Regions from separate parts of the Oryctolagus cuniculus genome. Here regions 1 and 3 are each linked to region 2. Evidence: chromatin contacts called from public Hi-C and Micro-C data. All regions are on one chromosome and are shown on one strand. The core of a region is the stretch at or near the end of the contact, and the rest is flanking DNA. Distances in the headings are between cores, read along the strand shown.

Region 1 (4,392 bases), core at 642-3,141, 150 kb before region 2:
CTTGGCCTACCACCTGGGTGGCAGGAGCCCAAACACTTGCGCCACCACCTGCTGCTTTCCCAGGCCCATTATGCAGGGAGCTGCACAGAAAGTGGAGCAGCTGGAAATCAAACTGGTGCTGCGATAAGGGATGCTGTTGTCACAGCCAGGGTTTAGCCTGCTATCCAGAACACTCTCCGGTAAATTCATTATTTTAAACACTTTCTTAGTATAGGGACTATTTTAGGATCTTGTCATATGCTCTCATTCCAATTTTCTATTTAGTAGAGCTCAAATGAAAGCAAGCATATGTTTGTCTAAAATCAATTCATTACCAGTTTTCACACACACATATGCACATATCACACACAAATATTTAGTTTGTGTCCTTCCTGGTTAATACACATTTGTACTGACATACATAGGAGTATTCGAGCTTGCACATGAGCTAAACCAGCAGGGGGCGAAATACAATGGGAAAAATTTGACAAGCCATGTAGATTTTTCTCACTTTAGCGACTTAAGCAATAATCAAAAAATCCAGCGTCACCACAAAGCACTTGGTACTCCGATGTAAAGGGATGCAGTCTCCGTATACTTTACAGCGACTGAGTTGTAAGGAGGCAAATGCGGGTCTATTTTAACGCTGCAACTTAATTTGTCTAGAACATTGTAGGGGCGGGATAGACCATGATGAACTGCTATTGTCCTTATCTTTCCCCTGATTTGTTTAATTCCTCCTCAGAGGGGTGGACACTTCTCTGTGGCGGAGGGTGTTTTCCAGCCTTGTCTCTTGGCGTAGTTGCTGAGCTTCGCTGTTTGGGAAATATTTTAAATTTTTCAAATTACTGATGCAGAGGTTGGGCAAAGGTGGGCAGACCGGGGGACCCTGCAGGGGTCATGATTCACAGAGCAGGACCCTGGGCTCAGCATCCCCGACAGTAATAATAATCTGGGGGATGCGGTCAGATTTCCACAGTGGCCAGAGTTCTCACAGGATTCACCGTAAAGGAAGGCGAAAGGTTAGAACTTGCTATGACCTCTGTTAGCGAAATGAGTTCAGATTCAGAGGTTGATTTTTCAAGTTTCATTGGCTATTCCTCTGAAAGAGCTATGAAAAACGGCCGCTGTCTCCGTCCGTTAGCAAAAGTCTGGATTATCATTATTTTGCCCAAGACTATTTGTCAGTCCGGCGGCAAGCTGCAGCTTTCTCACCTTAAGTTCGATTTGTAGCCATCCGTTCTTTGTTACTTATTAAACACCGGCTTGCTCCTCTGTTGGCTTACATAGAAAAGAGCAAGGGACTTGGACTGGGAATGAAAAAGTCATTTTTCAGGGCGAAAAGGGCAAGCCGATGAATGTTCCCTAATTGGTTTATGGTACAGAAAAGTCTGGTTCCGTATTTCCAAACCCGTGCAATTTTAATGGGAGTCTTAACTCGGTCCTGGGTTGACCAATAATTCCGACGGGCTGAGAGCAGCGGCTGCTCCTCGCCGGGAGCGCTGCCTCCTTGGGCGGCGGAGGGCGGGAGGACGTCTGTCGCCCACAGCTCGATGACTCGCAAGGAAGTAAAAGGAAAGGGCGGTTTGCCCGTACCCAAAATGGCGGCCGGAGCTCGGCGGCACGGCGCCTGCGCAGGGGTAAGCGTTCTGTGACACTAATTCCCCTGGAGCGTCTTCCCCCACCCCACAGCACCCACCAGCGCCGGGCCCCGACCTAGCCACCTGCGCCCGGAAGTGACGTGTCGGTGGCAGCGGTTCCCCCGCTGCATGATGGGAGAGTGTGTGGAGTGGGCGGGGGGTCTCCGCGGAGGAGGAGGTGGAGGAGGCGGCGGCGGCGGCGGAAGAGGGCGGAGGGTAGTGGGATGGGGGTCCCGCGGCAGCGCTGAAACTCCGGGTGGGCGTCCATGGCGCTGCTGCGCTGACAGGGCTGTGAACAGCCTGTCTTCCGCTCTCAGCAGGTCTGCGTCGGAGTAGCCGGTCCGTCCCCGGGGAGCCAGTTCCTCCCCGGGCCCCTGAGCCATGCCCATCGCGGCCGCCCCAGACGAGCCAGGTAAGCGCTGCCGCTCCGCTCCCCGAGCTGCGCGGGGTGGGGAAAGGTGCGGGGACTGGGCCCGGCCCACAGGCTGGACCCTCACCCTGGCCTCGAGCACCTGCTCGCTGCGGACCTGGAGGCTGCGGAGACGGGGACGGCTCTGCGGGCCTGCGGGCGTCGGGCTGTGCTCCCTTCCGCGCGGGTGCGGGAACGCCGCTGGCGGCGCCCGAACCGCACGGCCCCGTTCCCGGCTCGCCGGACACCGGCCGGGGGAGTGCGAGCCGTCCCTTCCCCGGCCGCTGCCGGCTCGCCCTGCCCTTTGGCTTCCACCTGCCCGCAGCTCGGCGCCGGCCGCTCCCTCCCGGGAGCTGTTGAGAAGTTTGGGGCACGGCTCGGGCTTCCTCTTCCTCCCTCCCCCTCCCTCGTGACAGGTGTAAACACTGCTTGCTCTGCCGAGGCCCGCGGCCCGCGGCTGCCTGGGGTCTCTGAAACCAGCGGATTTTGAATCCTCCAGCAAGCAGGGGCGACAGCCCCCAAAGCTCGTGCATCCTTTTCTAAGGGGGCCTTTTCTGCCTTCTTCTTGGGTCCCTCCAGAAATAATCTGCGTCTCTTCAAATTGCGTTTGAAAAGTTGGACCATTATTCTTTAAGCGCCCGGCTTGGCAGGTGCTGCGTGTTGCCTGGGGCAGGGACAGGGTGTGAGGTGAGCCGTGGTGGGTGCTTTCCATTAGGAAAGGAATAGAAGTTGTATTTATTTTCCTGTGGGTTTGCGCAAGTTATAGCTTGGTTCCCCCCCCCCCCCCAATCTTCTGCTGGCTGGGGTAAGGACTGACTCACACATGCAAATAATTGGGGGGGGGGTGTAGGAAAAGCAATAGTTGAGTTCCAGAGTTCTACTTTAGGAGAAGTCAAAGTAGAACTTTGGGTTTGAACTTTTCCTATAGTATAAATCTGCCCTCTCGCTTTTATCTCTTAATCGGAGTTTTCTTTTTAGGGGGGTGGGGTGGAGTGGTGAGCAGAGTTTATCCTTGATGTTACATTTAATGGTTGCTTTCCGTTAACTTCTTGGACGTAGAAATAGTGGCATATGCTAAATTGTGGGGGAAATACGTTTGAACACTGTTCTGTTGAATGATTAGCACAGTTTACCTGCACTTCAGGGCTGCAGCTTAATTGTTGGCTTTTGTAGTAGTCATTTTTAACACAACAGAAAGTATATTTGTTTAAACCAAGTCTCTGTGGTTTTTCTCAATTTTGTTCATAAAGATAATTTCCATATGGATTAAAAGTCTAGCTCCATAAATGGCACCTAATGGGTGTTCCTCTGGGTATCAAACTAGATCAATTAATCTTCAAAGTACAGAGACGTGTTAAAATCTTTTAAAAAGCTCTTTAAAGAAATTCACTAGAATTCAGCTAATATTTAGGACATCTAAGTTTGATGTTTTCTGGTCATTTGACCCAGAGATTACTTTAAAATAATCCTGTATCAAAACAGAGATAATGCGTCTGTAATCCCATTGATGAATTTTGCAGAATCCAATTGTCTTTAGAAAACACATATAATCTAGGTGCATCCTATTTAAAACATCGTTTTAATTTTTAATTTGTTCTTACAGCTAGTCAAAAAGAACTAGTTCAGAAAGGGGATGAAATTTGAGTAGCAAATAGTGTTTTATTTTGTGTGACATCTGAAGTGCCTCCTTCAACAGGCAAAGACTTTGTGTATCATCTCATTAAGGGATTGCCCTTTCCCATTTCTTCCCTCAAAATTCATAAAAAGAAGTCACTAAGTATTTAGATATTTTCAAAATCAGAAAGTATTTAGATCAGCTATTTATATTCAAATTTGATGATGCCTATAGATTTTAAACTAAAAAAAATATTTTTTTCTCTCTCAGCATTTTCAGTTCCTCTTTTTGTAGGCTAGTGAGCCTTTCCACCCTGAACTTCATAAGCATTTTTAATTCTTATGCAATTTGGAAAATATCTGTCATGGATTTTACGTGTCATTTTGATCATCTTTTCTGAATCAGCATATGTGTGTGCATAAAGATACACAGAATCACAGGTCCTCTTGTAGATTTTTATGATAATTCCTAACACCCATTTACATTGCTTTCTGTGAGCAAGGTATTTTTCTAAATCCTTTCTGTACTGTATATTAAGCTTATTTAATCCTCAAAACAACCCTATAAGGGAGAAGGTAGTGTTATCCCTATTTTTCAGAGAGGAAACTGAGATAAGTAATTTGCCCGAGGTCAAACAGCTGATAAATGACAATGAAGATGTAATGTGATCCCATTTATATAGTTTTGAAACATGCAAAACTGTTCCATGTGAGTGTATTCTCTGTGATTGATGGAATATGTAGCAGAGT
Region 2 (3,887 bases), core at 265-2,764:
GCAGCGGTGGAGCCACTGGCACGCTCTCACAAGGGTGTGCTGTTAGTACGCAGGTGGCTCAGAGGGAGGCACTCCTGGAAGCCTTCACGTCCACACACCTCAAGGCCCTGCTGGTTCATGCCCTCCATACACTGTCAAGAGCCTGATCCAACTTCCTTTCGCAGTAGTAACAGGACTAGAAATTCAGCGGTGTCCTTTTTCAGACCTACGGCAGACTTCACAATTAAGCAACTTGCTGCTTTAAAAGTCAGCTATGTGAAGGTGGCTACAGGTGGGCCTGTGGGGCCCGGGGAGCACAGTAGAGGCCGCCCCTGGCTTGCAGGCTTCAGACAAAAACAAGTTTTTAAAGACCTGAGCGGGCACAGCTGTCTGGGGAAGGGCTCCTCACTCCAAGGGCAGTTTTCAGAGGCTGTCTCCCTGGTCTCACCACTCTGCTGGTGGAAGCGGCCAGCAGCGCCCATGCCAACACTGAAACCATACGCTCGGGTCTCTGCACTGACATCAACCATTCAGAGATACGTGCACACACACGCGCGCACACATGCAGCCCCTCTTTGGAAAAGAAAGGCAGCAAAGGCTGAGGAGAGGCCAGCGGGGGCCGTTTCCTCTGACACCCAGTGCCGCCAGTACCCAAGGCTGTGGGTGGAACCGTGTTCTTTCTGTTTCTTTTGAGGAAGGGGGTGGAAGAAAGCAGCGCCCATGGCACAGTGAACTGTGTGCGTGACAGGCAGGCTCCCGGCCCCAGAGAAGCGGGCTCAGAGCTGGGCCACAAACTGCTTTGAGACAACTTGGGAAAGAGAATATTCTCCTTCCCCTCCTTCCACATACTGGCCTTCCGCCGGGTGGTTGGAAGGGAGAGGCGGCTCTCAACAAAAGGGTGTTTCCCACCAGCCGGGAGGCCCGCCTCTGGGGAAGGGCTCTTCAGAAACCCGGCAGCTGGGCAGCTCGCTCCCGGGCAGGAAGGAAAAGCCCCAGCCTACTTCCATGGGGGTGGGGTGGGAGATGCTGGCTCAGACAACTTTCACGACGGAGCACTGTGACCCCACCCACGTGCTCAGCACCCGACAACCTCCCCACCCCCACACCAGGGAGCACACAAAAGCCACCCTGGGGAAGGTGATGCTGGCGGGGTCGGAACAGGAAGCTACTACAAGCAAGAGGGTCTCCGCTGTCCCTCCTGCAAGAGGGTGCAGGGCTATGACTGCCCATGGCCCAGGGAGTGCCAGCAACAGTGGCAAAGCAGCCCCAGCTTCCAGACACACAGGGTAAGGGCTCGGCCAAGACAGCTAGACAGCAAGTGCTGCTAACCCCTAAGCTGCCTGGGGTCAGAAAGCGTTTTTTTTAAACGCAAAGCTCATCCAGGGTTTTGGAGGTGCCCACAGTAACACCCATGCTAATTGGTAAGTAAGACAAAGCCTCCCCTAACAAATCGGCAATGTAATTATAAAGCCAGTCACTAGAACAGCCAGTTACCCGTGCTCTGGGAGACTCTGAACCTGTAACCCGACACCACTGTTTGCAGCCGGGTGCCGAGGGCCCAAGCCTCCCCCGCCGACCAGGCCAGGCCCGCGGGGCACCGCAGCCGCGCCTGGAGCTCAGCCCCTGCAGCTGCACGGAGACCCACAGGACGACCCTCCTGGCCTCCTCCTGGCAGCCTGCAGGGAAACTGAAACCCCGCCATGTCAACCTCCAAGTCCACTTCAGAAACAACGGCTCTGACTGTACGCGGCTGTTTTCTACAGTTCCCATTTTAAGAAATTCTAGCTTTCTCTCGCAGAATTTTTACATGCTTCTATAAAACTGAAGACAATTCCCAACACTGGTGGTTTATCAAATATGATTCTTTTCTCTGGAAAAATGAAAGAAATTTTAGAGATATTGATAACTAAATGCCATTAGTAAACAAGAGAGAGGAGAGGGGATATTTCACATCACTATTCCTTACGAATTAATTACGGTCTTGTCAGCAAACATTTGGAAAGAAAATCAGGCACTTTAGACTAAATATCAAGTTGTGTAAAATGTTTCTAATCTCCTGTCTTATTGGTACCTCTGCCAGCAGGGAGTTTTAGGTCTTAATCTCAGGTCTATGCAGCCACAGAAACCAGTCACCTTCTCCCAAGGACAATGGAAATGCTACCAATTCTCTTCTTTTATTTGAGGATTCTGGCTAAACGACTGCACACCTAATTAAAGTTAAGGTTTAGTAGAACCCGACAGTTCTGAATTGGAACTTAACAAACACATACATCAAATATGAGCTGATGCTTTGTACTCCGGGAAGGAAAATAACCCTGAACATGTTGATGGAATACGACAGGCAAAATGTCTGTGGCTGTCGATGCTGGGCGACCAGTACAAGGTGACGCACTGTACTCTTCCTTTTACTGTTCAGCATGTTTGGAATTTTCCACAATAAAACGTTTAAACTACGACAAGTCAATACAAACCTTAGAAATTCTATGAAATTAAAAAACAATCACAATAAATTATTTGCACATTCAGTGAGAACCATTGTACTCATTTTAACTGCTAGATTTTTGCACAGAAGAAAGCTATCCGTGCTCCAGGTAAACAAGCCACGTCCAGCACGAGTCAGAACTCCTTTACATTCTGACAGACGCAGCACATCCACAAGGGGGCGCAGCAGAGTAACAGGCGGTGGGAATGCCTTTCTCCACTGCAGTTTCCAGCTACACATCTCTCAGAGCACAAACATTCATATCCAAGACTGCTCCCAAATTCAAGCATCTAAAGGACAATGCTGAAGAAGTTTGGAGGCTTGCCAAGCACAACCCAGAAAGGTTTTGTTGCATGTGTATAAGTAGCATTGATGTTTCAAAAACCATGGTTAAAATCCCTGGAGGATTCCTGAAGTGAGAACACGCTCACACAACAAACACAAACCCATGTGAGGAGAAGATTTGGAGAAGCCAGCAGCTCAGAATTTCCAGTGCGGTTTCTAAAGTGGACTCTGAACCACACAATGGGTCTCCAGAATTTTATAGCAGAGAAGCCTTCACTAATCCCACTGCTTCTTAATAATAGTAAATTACCTCCATTCGGAACAGATACCGCTGCGGGCAGTTATTTGGGAAAACCCTTCATAAAGGACGCTGGGAGGAGCCATTTAATTGTAAAATGTAGTGCAATTAACCTTAGGGAGATAATGAAGGGAGTTACTGTGTAACTACTTGCTGGAATTCTCTCTATGCAAATTACAAGTTCAGATTATATGATGTTGTATGTTCAATAGCAAGGAACACAACAGATGAACTATTAATTGTCACTGTTTCCATTTGAAAATTGGTAATTGTGAACATATTTATATATAATAAGGGTTTAAATTGTGATGCTACTTCCTAATAGTTCAGGGCCAAGAGTCCCTCTTCAGAATCCTGAATGTGAAGCTTCCCTCACGTTAAAGGGCAGGAATCCTCAGACGTGAGCGACTCTCCCCAAAGATCGCGTGCCGCCCTCATGAAATATGCCTCTCTCCCTCCCCCCATCCCTGGGCATAATGAAGATATTTTTTCTCCCCTATTTATAATTGGATGAGATTCTGTTTTCAATCCTCCTGTAGCATCTTTTCCCCAAAGATACCTTGTTTTTCCCCTCACGCTAGAGACCCTTAACAAACAACGTCAGGAAAAAATAAAAAAGGCCTAGGCTGGAAACCAGAGGTTTTGCCAAAAGTGTATAACAAATTTCCCTCCCTAAAGAACATCTTCAGTTACATAAAACAGGAAAATGTAAGTTTTTAGAATAATTCTGTGAAAAATTAAATTGCACCTTAGTTAAAAACCAAAGGTTGCCTCCTAGGTTTTATGTTTCAGTCAACTACTTGCCACTGAATACAACCAAGGAATAAAAACTACGTATGCTAC
Region 3 (3,980 bases), core at 589-3,088, 190 kb after region 2:
ACACATCAAGGTAGGTGTGGGGGAGACACAGGTTTCCAACGACCTGGAGAAGCAGCAGCAAAGCGATTTTGGCTGGGGAGCCCCGAGTAAGTGCAGTGTAAAAGCATTGTGACTGTGGTCTGGGGAGTTGTTGGAATGAGTATTTATGACCATATTTTTCACTGTGCTTGGCTAGAAGGCTGAGCAATGAACGATTTTTTGGCACCAGAAGCCTTGCGTCAACCAGCATCTCTCTAAATTAAGTAGTGAAGGAGACAGGCTCTGAGTTACTGGACCCTAATTCACACCTTGGTGTGAAATCTCAGGCTTCTTAGAATGAAATCTTGCAATTAGACATTTAAAAATACCTAATGAATACCAATGAAGGCAGAAAGGGAAGAGCTGTCTGCTCAAGGAGCTGCCTAAGAGCAGAGAGAGAGAGAGAGAGAGAGAGAGCATGCGCAGCGTTCACCAGCAGGAAGGCCCAGGCACAGTCCCCTTTCCCTTTCTTAAAGATCAGGGCCAGCTAGGCAGCTCCCCAGTCTCAGGCAGCCAGGATACGTTGGAGACCCCACAAGACCATCCCTGAGTCATCCAGTCTTTGTCACAGCCATCTTTGGTCCAGCCCTGGCAGCCAGCCCTGTCCTCTCCCCAGGCAGAGCCTGCCCAAGAATAGATCTGGTTGGATTCACCTGGACACGGAAACAGGCCCATGTCACAGTGGGAGAGCTGGACCTGGTGGATGTGGCGTGACATTGCTGAAAGGGAAAATCATGACTTCCATAAAAATATTTTTAAATGGGGGCAGGTGTTTAAGATATCACTACCCACATCAGAGTGCCTGGGTTCAATACCTGCCTCTGGCTCCTGACTCCAATTTCCTGCTAAGCAGACCCCGGAAGGCAGCAGGTGATGGCTCAAGTAGTGGGGACCTGGGGCTCCTGGCTTCCACCTGGCCCAATTCCAGCTGCTGCAGGCATTTATGAAGAGAACCAGTGGGTGGGAATGCTTGCACACACTCTCTCTCTCTCTCTCTCTCAAATAAATAAATAATAAACACATGTTAAAGAACTTTATGTTGCTCAAATGATATGACAGACCCAGGCAGAGAGATGTTACAATGGATTCACAGGGAAAAAAGAATCACAAATTTATACAAAGGAATGTGGAGATGAATTGCAGATGAAGACAAAAATGATTTTTTTTCCTGCCAAGTGAGAAGTCAACTTTCTCCCTGACTTGAGCATGTATTAATGAGCTACAATTTACAGAGTTGGGAAACAGCTGAAAGACAAGGAACAGGGTGAGAATCTCACAAGCCTGAAGGGTGTGCTGTGTGAGAGCCACGATTTCCTAATGAAACCCAATGTTTCCCCTTATACTTGTAAAGTTACTAACCCAAGGGAGAGCCTCTGCGTTCGACGGATGCTTCCCTTAAACTCCCCACTGCTTCTCCACCTGGCCTCTGCCCAGCAGATACAGTCGGGGAAGGATAAGCTCCATCCGGTGGGTCTGCAGCCGGGAGCCAGGAACTCAACCCAGGTCTCCCCTATGGGTGGCAGGGACCCAACTACCGGGAGCCATCACTGCTGTCTCCCAGCGTGTGCATTGGCAGGAAGCTGAGATCAGAAGCTGGGGCCAGTTATCAAACCCTGGCACTGTGGCTGCTGCCGGGGGCCGGGTGTCCTAAGAAAGCCTCCGAGCTTTCTTTAGCTCCAAAGCTCTAGAATTCAGGAGCTTAAGAAACTGCTGTTAAGAAATCTTAACTGGCCCTAGGATTGCGCAAGCAGGCGGCAGCCCACAGGTTTGACTCTTTCCTGCCCTACCACCTCAACCACGAAGCCGGCAAGTAAGAGAGCGTCTCAGGGCTTTGCCTTTGGTCGTTTGGTATTCTTACACCCACCCCAGCAGCTGTGGGCGCCTGAGCAACACTCCCCTTTGGTTTGACAGAGAAGACCCCTTCCCCTTGCCACGTATGTTTTCCAGGAAGGACCGCGGTGTACGAGCCAAGGAGACCTCCAAACAGGGCTCAGGGAGGCTGCAATCCAGGCGGGTGGTACACAGCAGACAGCCACGCGCCATGCCGGGACGCACCGGGGCGCGTGCGGCAGAGCGGAGCGCCCCGCAGGGCCCTTGGGCTCGCAGCACCGGGCCTCCCAGCGCACAGGCGGGGTTAGCCCGGGGGCAGGGCCCCTTGAGGGGTTAACGTGAGACTCCGAGGGAGCCCCGGGACGATGCGAGGGCCCCCTCCCTCCCCACCTAGCCGGGTGTCTCCTGCCTACAGACGCAGGAGCAAGAGAAACCGTTTCCGTCCTGAATTGTCCCCAGACTGCCAGAGATGTTAATGAAAGGGCGATTGTGTGGCCAGAGTGTTTTCTTCGGCCATCTGCCCGGGGAACGGAGAGCAAGCCCGGAGGCAAGTCACCAGCTCCATCCCACGACGACACCTTCTGCTCGCTACTGACCCCTCCTGGGGCGAAAGGGACGGCTGGCGCGGGGAAGGGCACTCCTGGAGCCAGCGCCTGTTTCTAGAGGGCGAATCCTGCCCAACCTCAGCCGGCTGCCACGTTCGGGGGTCGCATCACACCTGGGGGCCTCCCCGCCTTTCATCTTTTGCTTGAATCCCCCAGACGTTTTGTCCTGGGACCGGCAAGGTCACCTGGGTGCGGAGAAGCTGGGGTCCTTCTGAGGGGTCCTTAACAACTGTTGATTGATGTCCCACCCAGAGCTGACTCCCGCCAGAAGAGTGACTGACTCTGGCACTGGCCAGAACCCAGTGGAAAGGTCTGGAGGGGCTGCTGGCGGTCGGGAGCCCTGAGGGGAGGGGGGAGTTTGGGTGGGTGGGGGTGGGGCTGTAGAGAAGGGGAGTGGAGTCTAGCGCCCCACCCCCACCCCGCAGTGCACACACCCTCCTCCCCACAAGGGGTTAGTTCTTACTGACCGCCTGTCTGCAAAATGGGCTGTTAGGAGGCAGAGCCGGCGGCGTGGGGCGGGGAAAGTGAATCGTGACTGACCAGGCTGACGGGCGCCTTGGCAGGAGGTGAGCAGGAGTCCAGCATCAGGCTGGCCAAGGCTGGGCCACAGCCAGGTGGTGAGGCCTTGCTCCTCTCCCAGCCTCCTGGCTCCCCGACTTTTTTTTTTTTTTTTTTTTTTTGGTTTAGGGGATTAAATGATATGAATTGTTTAGTGCCTGGCAGTTCAAGAAATGAAAGCTTAAAAATAAAATGGGCAAAGGCTGTGTAATTAACTGCCTGGATTGTGAGTGTGAACCAGGCACTGGGCTGAGCACGCTACATAATCTCATTTAATCTCAGCAGCTCCCTAAAGCAAGTATCCTGTGATCCCACGTTCACACTTGAGCAAATGGGCACAGAGAGCGTAAGGTGCCTGAGCACAGTCACACAGCTGATGGCAGAGCCAGGACTCAAACCTAGATCTGTCTGACTCCAAACCCCGGGGCCTTAACTGTCACCTTCATGGCTTCCCAGCCAGCACAGCTGAAAGCGGAGAAGTAAGGTCTTGGCTGGAGTTACGAGTTGAAGAGCTGTCAGCCTCTGATTGCACTCCAAAGTGTTGTAGCTGGAATCTTCCAAGAGAAGTGGGTAAGGCCCTGTTGAGAAGGGGGAAAGGAGGCCCTACATTACAGTGTAGAGGGGAGATCCCCCAAGAGGAGACTGAGCAACACCAGCAGAGACAGCTGGGGAGGTGGCAAGGGACACGGGAGACATCAGGCTCTAAGAGGTGGGTGGGTGAGCAGGACCACCCTGAGCAGCCAGCCCGTGGCCTGGGTCCATTATTGGGTCCTTGGAGAGATCAGCAAGAGCAGTGGTGGGGGCACAGTCCAAGGGGCAGAGAGAGTCAAGAATAGACCACAGGAACCGGCAGTGCAGTGTAGCAGGTAAGGTCACCACCTGTGATGTCTGCAACCCATATGGGTGCCAATTCAAGTCCTGGCTTCTCCACTTCTGATCCAGCTCCCTGCTAATGCACCTGGGAAAGCA

Evidence for each region. A called contact is a pair of places that touch in the nucleus more often than the background predicts.
Region 1: a contact with region 2 is called in a Hi-C map of an unstated tissue, with 2.0 times the contacts expected there. The contact joins the promoter of AFTPH here to the enhancer-like site in region 2. A contact is called at or near these places in 3 of 6 Hi-C or Micro-C datasets (ear pinna, psoas muscle and an unstated tissue).
Region 3: a Micro-C map of ear pinna shows a contact between it and region 2, with 5 times the contacts expected there. The contact joins two enhancer-like sites. A contact is called at or near these places in 3 of 6 Hi-C or Micro-C datasets (ear pinna, psoas muscle and an unstated tissue).

Annotation. Positions count from the first base shown.
Region 1 is chr2:138,255,332-138,259,723 of mOryCun1.1, reverse strand. It overlaps AFTPH (aftiphilin), which reads left to right and starts at 1,891. Exons shown (of 10, transcript XM_070069044.1): 1 at 1,891-2,031.
Region 2 is chr2:138,109,993-138,113,879 of mOryCun1.1, reverse strand. All of the region lies in intron 1 of SERTAD2 (SERTA domain containing 2), which reads right to left. Among named protein-coding and RNA genes, the nearest start is that of SERTAD2, 110 kb to the right of the region's middle. Within about 2 kb of position 1,514, at least 4 of the 8 cell types and tissues checked have an H3K27ac peak or open chromatin away from gene starts, as enhancers often do. A contact at or near this core is called in ear pinna, where this site is marked.
Region 3 is chr2:137,919,184-137,923,163 of mOryCun1.1, reverse strand. No RefSeq gene overlaps it. Among named protein-coding and RNA genes, the nearest start is that of SERTAD2, 85 kb to the left of the region's middle. Within about 2 kb of position 1,838, at least 2 of the 8 cell types and tissues checked have an H3K27ac peak or open chromatin away from gene starts, as enhancers often do. A contact at or near this core is called in ear pinna, where this site is marked.